3 separate regions of the Mus musculus genome follow, and all the other regions are linked to region 1. The links are chromatin contacts, called in public HiChIP or PLAC-seq maps. All regions are on one chromosome and are shown on one strand. The core of a region is the stretch at or near the end of the contact, and the rest is flanking DNA. Distances in the headings are between cores, read along the strand shown. Region 1 overlaps Gm33702 (a long non-coding RNA gene). Region 2 has its middle 53 kb from the start of Gm13582. Region 3 has its middle 29 kb from the start of Gm33647.

Region 1 (2,700 bases), core at 111-2,610:
TTTACCCATCATGCAGGCTTGGACATGGACTCTAACTCTAGAAAGACTGGACTCCAGTCAAAGAAGGAAAGAGAACGCATCATAGCACAAATACAGAGTTTTTCAATGCAAAGAGCCCTGCTGGCCACTCTTCCATAACTTTCGACAAGTCACCTAAGAAGAAGATCAGTACCAAGTTTTAACTACCTGCCTGGGATATTTATACATTTTAAGACTTGCTTATGTGTAGAAACCTAACATAGGTAGCTAAAACAGATTCTTCTCAGTGGAGTATCAGCCCTGGTACATCTTAAGTTAAAACAAGAGTGTGAGAGCATTGTTAGCTCTTTAAAAATTGGTTGAGTTGATGTTTTCATCATTGCCTAGGCAATAACGATAGTAGCAGGGAAAATAGTGTATGCGGTGTGTGGTGTGTATGCATTGTACATGTGTGGTCCTGTATGCATTTGTGTGTGTTTGCAACCACAAAAAAAATCCTCTAAGTCCATCCCATAGAGATACCCTGCAAAGTAACAACACTTCAACTGTATGTATTTAATCCAAGAAATATAAAATGCAGTAAGACAAGACTGATGTGGAAGATGTGAACCAGGGATAATCAAGGAGTCAGGTGGAGAGAATGCATGTCTGACTGGCTGTCACTCCTCTGTCTTTTCATCTGAGGGAGAATGCAGTGTTATCTTCACTGCACTGAACAAGACATATACAAGCCTCACCTAACTTGAAAATCCAGGCATCTTGGGAGTCTCAAAGTTTGTTTTAGGCTTTTGTTCCTTAACTGCGGGTGCGGGAGAGGCAGCAGCCTCCGTGATAGGAAATTGTGGAGATGGGGAAAACCTGAACAGCTTTGGATTCTTTGCAGAAAACAACTATGTGTTATGCCCAGAACAACCAGATCAAAGAGAATGGCTGAGCTGTGGTGAGTGCTGGGTGAGCAGAGCAAATGCAGATGCTGCAGGGAGGGACAACAGGACACTGGCTCCTTCCAGGTCTTGATGGGACCTTATTAAAATATCCACTGGTCGCCCTGTCATCCGCAACCAGTTTGAAACCACTACACAACAATCATTTTATTTCCCTTTTCCTAGTCCGTGCCCGGGAAAGAAGAATGCATAAAAGCCCCCATGAGCTGTATAGCACAAGAAGGTCTGAAATGATAGTGATTTTATTCCTCTTCATTCAAGGGGAAAGAACGAGCCAGAAAAGGGCAGCCTGAGAGTAGACGCGAGCGGGAAGGGCATTTATTTCCTTGTAATGGCTGTAGTCTAAGTTGCTTTTTTATCCACTTAGGCCCACAGGACAAGCTCAGCCTGGAAAGCTCTTCAGCCTGGCTCTGTGCAGATGTAATCCGGCCTGCTCTGGTCAGTCCTAATTGCAAACACATTTCTCTCCTTCTGCACCCTCCTAAGCAGGCAATGGTCAGAGCCTTGCCAGCGCTTTTCTGGCATCTTTTTCTTGCTCTGTTTCCAAATCTGCATTTTTCTGTGAGAAAAGACGTCGGAGAGATTGTAAACAGGATAATTATATGTCAATATGATTCCCAATGCTGTCTTCCCTTGTGGGTTCTTTTGAGTGTGTAGGGGTTTGTTGTGGTGTGAGGTTTTTTTTTCCCCTCTCTGCCTTTGAGTCAGGGAGATAAAATGTTATTTTGAAAGCAGAAGTATATGGATCCACTAGAAACCTCCTACGATGTTGTTCTAGACATTTATAAAAGATAATTGGCAGGGGAGGGTTAGCAAACAACTGAGAAAGGAGAAGGAAACAGTAGACATGCAGGTGGCCAGCATTTAAGAGTCTCATTCTAAGGACAGGCGTGTGCCCCGCCATCTGTTCTGGAAGTGTAGAGAAGGGAGCTAAACTTCATGGGCAGTCTCAAGTTCAGAATATGAAAAAGTTATCCTGTCTAAAATGGCGCCATTCCATCTAGGGAAGGTCAAGAATTATAATCTCTTTAAAATACATTCTCCTGTTCTTCCTCTATGCTTCGATGAACTTTCCTCTGTGTTGTATGAGGTCAGATGTCCTGAATTTAAGATGTGAGGTAACACCAAACACATGCTCACCACACAACTTCCATGCATGGACACAGCCTGGTTTTTTCTTTCTTTTTTTGTTTTCTTTTTTCTTTTTCCATAAAAGGATGTGATTTTTTGTTGTCTGAGGTAAGAGGCATATCATGGTCCACACTGATGGCCTCGTAGGTTGCTTGGCACAACTCACCTCTCCAGTGTACATGCATGTTATAGCATGTGACTAATAGCCGTGGAGCGTTAAACCAAGGCAGCTGGGAACACATATACTATACTTATCATGGACATTTTATCCTAAGTGCCTAGAACACTGATTAAGTGATCAATAAATGTGCATTCAAAAAATCCAGCCTGTTAATTATCAAAGAACTTCTCTTTAACTGTTGATTCATCTCCCCAACAGCCAGCGAGACGGGGACAAAGAAAGCACCGTCCTGTTCCTAGGAAGCTATGGTCTGATGAGAAAAACACATGCGCAGGAGCCAAGTGAACAGAGGATGCTGGGAACACAGAAGGAAAGTAAGAAATGCATTCTGCAGTGCTGAATAAGAGAGACAGAGAGAGACAGAGACAAAGAGACAGAAAGAAAGACAGAGAAACAGACAGAGAGACACAGAGAGAAGCACGCAGAGAGAGAGACACCAAAACAGAATAACAGAGACAGATCTAA
Region 2 (2,700 bases), core at 117-2,616, 330 kb before region 1:
AGAAAAAAAGAAAGAAATGCAGTCTCTTTGGCCCAGAGCCTGAAAAAACCCAATAAGAGCTTAAGAGGTAGCCATTTGGGAAATAGTTAAGTATGTATTTAGGAAGGAAAAAAAATCCAGAATTCTCACAATTTCATTAGATAAAAATCTTAAGATTTCTGGAGGTTAATCTCAAAAAGACATTTAATCCAATCACATCAGAGGGTTAAGAGATAATCACAGACTTGCCATGTGGTCATCTTGATGTATAATACTTTACAGTTGCAGGGCCAGGGAACTTAGCATATGTCAAAAAAGCTTTCCCAAGCCTACTTATGAGGACACAGAGAACAGCCAATCTGCCCATTGGTCTGTCTGCCTGCCTGTCTGTCTGTCTGTCTGTCCGTCTATCTATCTATATCATCTCTATTTCACCCTTCTGTGTGTGTGTGTGTGTGTGCGCCCGCGCGCGTGTGCACACGTGCACGTGTTGCACACAACTTTTAAAAACCAGTTCTTTAGAACTTGTGCCATCAGGCTTGACAGAAGGTGTCTTTACCAGCTCGGTGGCCCACAAACATCAGACACACTTTTATTACATGGACTCTGTTGTGTTAAAAAAAATCTACTCATTTTACTATAGAAATCAATAGGCATCATGAAAAGCAAGTTCAAAATTCTACCCGACAGCTTGTTTAGTTTTTAGACAGTCCGATTTTGTCTAATTCTGTCAATAGTTCCCGAATCTCCACTCTGTGTCCAACAGGTTTTAATTTGTCTCTGATACTTTGAGACGATACTGTGAAGTCCAGGCTGCTTGGAGTCTGATAACTGCTTGAGCGAAGAGAGTAGGTAACATTCATGAACCTCAGCCCAGTGGTGAATGTTCCATCAACACAGACTTCTCAACAACTAACACAACCAAATCCAGAAAGGACATCACCGCGCAATTCACCGAAGAAGAGAAACAAGTGTCTAACACGCGGGATGTAAAGTTAACCTAAGTTAAAACAGCAACAGGACAAAAATACCACATCACAGAAACATCAGCAAAAGAAATGCGGGAGAGAGGGGGAGGGGTACCTGTAACTTTTTTTCATGCTGTTGGTAGGAATATAAAATTGCATCATCTTTGTCAAAAGCAATAGAATTTCCTTAAGACGTTAAGAAGACCAACTTCCCACATGATCCACCATTTTCACTCGGAGTATATACTCAAAATAATTAAAATGAGAATTCCACTTGGGATATTTAAAGATCTCCGTTCATAGCATCATTCATGTAGCTAAAATGTGAAACCAATCCAAGTGCCGTTGCTGGAGGAGTGGATAAGAAAGCGTGTTATTGTAATCATGGGGCATGATTCAGCCTTTGGAAGGAAAGGAATTCTGATGTATGCTCCAACATGGATGGCTCTGGAGGAAATGATGTTGTGAAATAGGCCCAGTCCCAGGCACAAAAGTACTGTGCAAGGTTCTTGAAGTAGTTAAAATAGAAGAACCAGAAAGAAGAATGTAGTTGTTGGGGCTGGTGGCAATAGGAGTTATTGTCCAATAGGTATAGGAAGTCAGTTTTATTAGGTGGGGAGAATTCTGGAGATAGATGATCATGATGTAGCAAAATAATATAATTTACTTACCATCACTGAAGTGTGCATTTAGAATGGCTAAGTTTGTTCTGTGCATTCCAGTAACAACTGAAATGAATATAGCCTTAAATATTATAGATGCCTTTGTAACCCTATCCCACAAGTATGGTCCCCTGGATTGTATCAATTACTTTAATACAGCTCATACTCCTACTGTAGAATATAGTCACACCCCCTAGTAATAAGCAACATTTTTTAAGTTACTCTGTGAAAAATATGATTCAGCTGCTTCCCATATATGGACTCACTCAGCTGTTATAATTCATTGATTGATGAACCTGAAACAGAGGCACTTAATGACAGATGAAATGTCCTGCAGACATTATGCAGATCATTAGTGCGAGAGCCAGAGAGTGGATTCAAGCTGTCTGATTGTGTGTGTACAGCATCCTATACTCATCCCAAGTCTTGACCAAATGCTAACACTGGATAGAGCCGGAGTAAGGCAAAAAGCTCCCAAGCGTCACCAGGAGCCCCCTTGCACCCCCTGCACCCCTGCTCAGGTGACACCTGTGCATTAATGATCAGCTCAGGGAGAGAATCTCCCTCATGGCTGTGACTCTGCAATTATAAAGCTGTTTCTACCTCAAGGTTTCTCAATTCTAATGTCACAATACATTGGTGTGTTGTAAGTGGTTGTAAAAGTGTTTCCCAACTAAATTGTTTCCTTAAAGTAGAGCAGATGAAGGATTAACACCAGTTTAAAGCTATCCTCATTCATTCTATCAAAATTTTGTGTGCAGGAGACAGTGGCAGGTGTTGGTGCATCCAAGTTCATGAGGTGTGGAGGTCAGAGGGCACTGGATATCTTCAATTGCTATCCTCCCTTCTCTCTCTGTGTGTCTATTTGTATGGTATATGTGCATGTGTTTGTGTATGTGACACTGCACATGTGTGTGTAGACTATAGGACGACCTCAGCTTTCTTTCCTCAGGAGGCATCTGCCTTGTTTTTCTGAGACAAGGTCTATCACTTAACTTGGAAGGAAGGATTAGGGTAGGTTGACTAGCCAGTGAGCATCAGGGATCTGCCAAGCTCTGTGTCTCCAGGACAGGGATTACACATGCGCACTA
Region 3 (2,700 bases), core at 39-2,538, 410 kb before region 1:
GAAAACACAATGTCACCAGATACAGAATTCAGATGCATATAAACTGGTCACTCTGATTTGCTAAGATTAGCACCCTTTAATAACAACAAAAGGAGAACCAAAAGGAGAGATTTCTACAAAGCAACCATTTTTTTAAATTAGGATTTTTTTCAGTAAAAGAGAAAATATTAATTTATGAGAGATTATTTTTAAAGTTTACAGAAAATATCACAATCAGCTTTCTTCTACATTATAAAAAAATTAATACTAGAAAGAGATGTTTGAAATTATTTATTTCCTTGAAAAAAAATAAACCAGTTGGAATTCATAAATATGCATGGCTGTATATGCAATACTGTACCCTAAACACATAAAGGTACAATTAAAGATAGTTTAGCAATTGTTTATTTAAAGGCTATTTGGATCAACAGAGTGATCTTTTTTGACTGACAGCCAGTACTCCAAAGTCCCTCCTTCACGCTCACAAGTACCTTCAAATCCTTGTCCTGAATATTTTTTTGTCTAACTCAAGATAGACTTTCACATCTTTTGATGAGATTTTGAGAAGTTGGGGGTGGGGGCTTTATAATATAGAAAAATCAAAGGATAAAACATGATTTATAATATAGACTCTAAATTGTGAGTTTCAGGACAGATAGAGGGAAGCAAACAGGCAACTTTAACATGTAAAGTTACATGTATGAGGTAATTTTTTAATAGTTTGAAGTGCTCTGCCAGGGCCAGCATATACATCACATATTCTCCCATTTGTGAGCAGTGGTCATTTGTGTTGCACACACAACAGGAACACTTTGTATTCAGCCACTCAAACCTCTCTAATATCATGCTTAACACACTTCCTGATGTCAGACAACAGAATAGAAACTGGAGGCAGAAACAGCTGGAGCCACTGGCTCTAGGGGCCTGGGGTGAGCTCAGATCATCCTGGTACTGAGTCGGCTTTTGGTCTTTCCATGTCAGACAACAGAGCCATGCTTCATGTTGGTGTCAATATAAACTATTTTTCAGAACTACAAAGCCAAACACCCCTGAGAAACTGAAAGGAAAGATACTTTAGGGAAAACGCAATAGGTACATTAAAAATATATATTTATATTTCTGGACAACAGAACTATAAATCAATCCCTTATGTATTTCCACCCTTCCCCCAAATGACTAAATAAATCATGCTCATTGTATGGTTTCCCCCTATTGTCGCCATCAACATCAAGGACTTTTCCCTTCTGGGCTAACTGTAATGGTAAGTTGGTCTAATCTAACTTCTTAAACATGGCGTGGACTGCAACTGGCCAGTGGTTGGTTTCACTTTCAGCTCTCATATCATTCCAGCTCTTTTCAGAGAAACCATGGCAGGAAGACCCAGGAAGCATTCTTTTGTATTATTTCCCAGCATTATTTTCCAAAAAAATCCATCTTGTAATTAATTTAAACACTCTCCTATGTTGAGCTCAGCTTAAAGAAAATTGCATAGGCTCAGTTGCACACAAAATAAAAGTACTACATTCTTTGACAGAGAAATAATTCACTTTTGGCGATCCCTTTATTGTTGCTATCTTTAGCTTCTATGGGGACTTATGTGAAAAAAAAATCCAGCGTGCACTTGGAATTCCACATCAAGGTTCTGCATTCCTGTTTATGTTAAGAGTTCCAAGAATGATCACGTGTGCACGCTGGCCCCCCTTGGGCAGGGCTAGCATGAAAGGCCGTTCAACCACGTTGTTTAATTGTATATAGTCCAGCACTAGGCAACTCTCCAAACCTTACTGTAAACATTGTGCAAGGTCTGTGAGTTCTGCTACACAATGGAGTTCGGGCTTTGTACAGTTAACTTCAAGTGGCAGTTCACTTCTCTTCAGGGTTTTAGACCCCGTTAGCCATCACCAGTACACACTGCTTTGCCACAAACCAGCTGGCATTTAGGAAATCAGAAACTTAGAAATTGATGCTCTGCTCCAAGGGTATCATTCCCCCCCATCCCCCACACCCCAAGTGCACCGACTTGGCACAGGATTTAGGGTTTAGTTTCAAAGCTAAAGGGGAAGGCAATCTATCACAGATTCTCCTGTTAAGGTTGGAAACAGAACAGAGCCGAATGAGGAATTCTGAACACTGGCCGCCCAAGATGGAATTAAGTGTACTGGCTATAATGTCAGAGCAACCTCAAGATTTTGTTAATTTGATGGAACTATTATTTTAAACTGTTCAAAGAAGAAAGAAAGAAAGAAAGAAAGAAAGAAAGAAAGAAAGAAAGAAAGAAAGAAAGAAAGAAAGAGAAGTCACGTTTCTATACACTGTTGAACTCCACACTGGCTTCTGAGCTTTTGATTAGGAGGGAGAGGAAGGCAGAGAACATAGGGTAAGAGGTAGCACATTCCTACCCTTGAGTTTAGAAGAATGTGCCTCATTTACTGTTCAAAGGACACTGTTTATACATTCCAGACTTCCATCTTATAATTGCGCCAGGATTTGTAAAAAGGAAATCTCAGCAGGGCAGAGAAATTATTCAAAGCAATAGCTGCACATAATTGGTATAAAATACCCGAACAGTCTGCTCTGAAAACTCTCTTTCTCAGCGACGCACATTTACACCCCCTCAACTCTCTTTCAATATTCAAAGAGTTTGACTACTTCTCTTCTGGAGCTTGCATCTTTTCTTCCTTTCTTTCCTACAATGACTTTTTAAATGTTTTGTAAGTAGAA

Evidence for each region. HiChIP or PLAC-seq counts read pairs in DNA pulled down with a chosen protein or histone mark.
Region 2: a contact with region 1 is called in an SMC1A HiChIP or PLAC-seq map of the NIH/3T3 cell line, with 3 times the contacts expected there. The contact joins two enhancer-like sites. A contact is called at or near these places in 1 of 15 datasets of contacts at CTCF or cohesin (the NIH/3T3 cell line) and 2 of 484 Hi-C or Micro-C datasets (nephron progenitors and uterus).
Region 3: an H3K27ac HiChIP or PLAC-seq map of the NIH/3T3 cell line shows a contact between it and region 1, with 5 times the contacts expected there. The contact joins two enhancer-like sites. A contact is called at or near these places in 2 of 115 datasets of contacts at active chromatin or transcription factors (the NIH/3T3 cell line and embryonic stem cells) and 1 of 9 other capture datasets (embryonic stem cells).

The regions. Positions count from the first base shown.
Region 1 is chr2:61,352,916-61,355,615 of GRCm38.p6, forward strand. The region is part of intron 3 of Gm33702 (a long non-coding RNA gene); the gene reads right to left. Among named protein-coding and RNA genes, the nearest start is that of Gm33702, 4.3 kb to the right of the region's middle. Within about 2 kb of position 1,361, at least 52 of the 459 cell types and tissues checked have an H3K27ac peak or open chromatin away from gene starts, as enhancers often do. A contact at or near this core is called in the NIH/3T3 cell line, where this site is marked.
Region 2 is chr2:61,026,540-61,029,239 of GRCm38.p6, forward strand. No RefSeq gene overlaps it. Among named protein-coding and RNA genes, the nearest start is that of Gm13582, 53 kb to the left of the region's middle. Within about 2 kb of position 1,367, at least 21 of the 459 cell types and tissues checked have an H3K27ac peak or open chromatin away from gene starts, as enhancers often do. A contact at or near this core is called in the NIH/3T3 cell line, where this site is marked.
Region 3 is chr2:60,938,858-60,941,557 of GRCm38.p6, forward strand. It overlaps a transcript of Rbms1 not described here. Among named protein-coding and RNA genes, the nearest start is that of Gm33647, 29 kb to the right of the region's middle. Within about 2 kb of position 1,289, at least 99 of the 459 cell types and tissues checked have an H3K27ac peak or open chromatin away from gene starts, as enhancers often do. A contact at or near this core is called in the NIH/3T3 cell line, where this site is marked.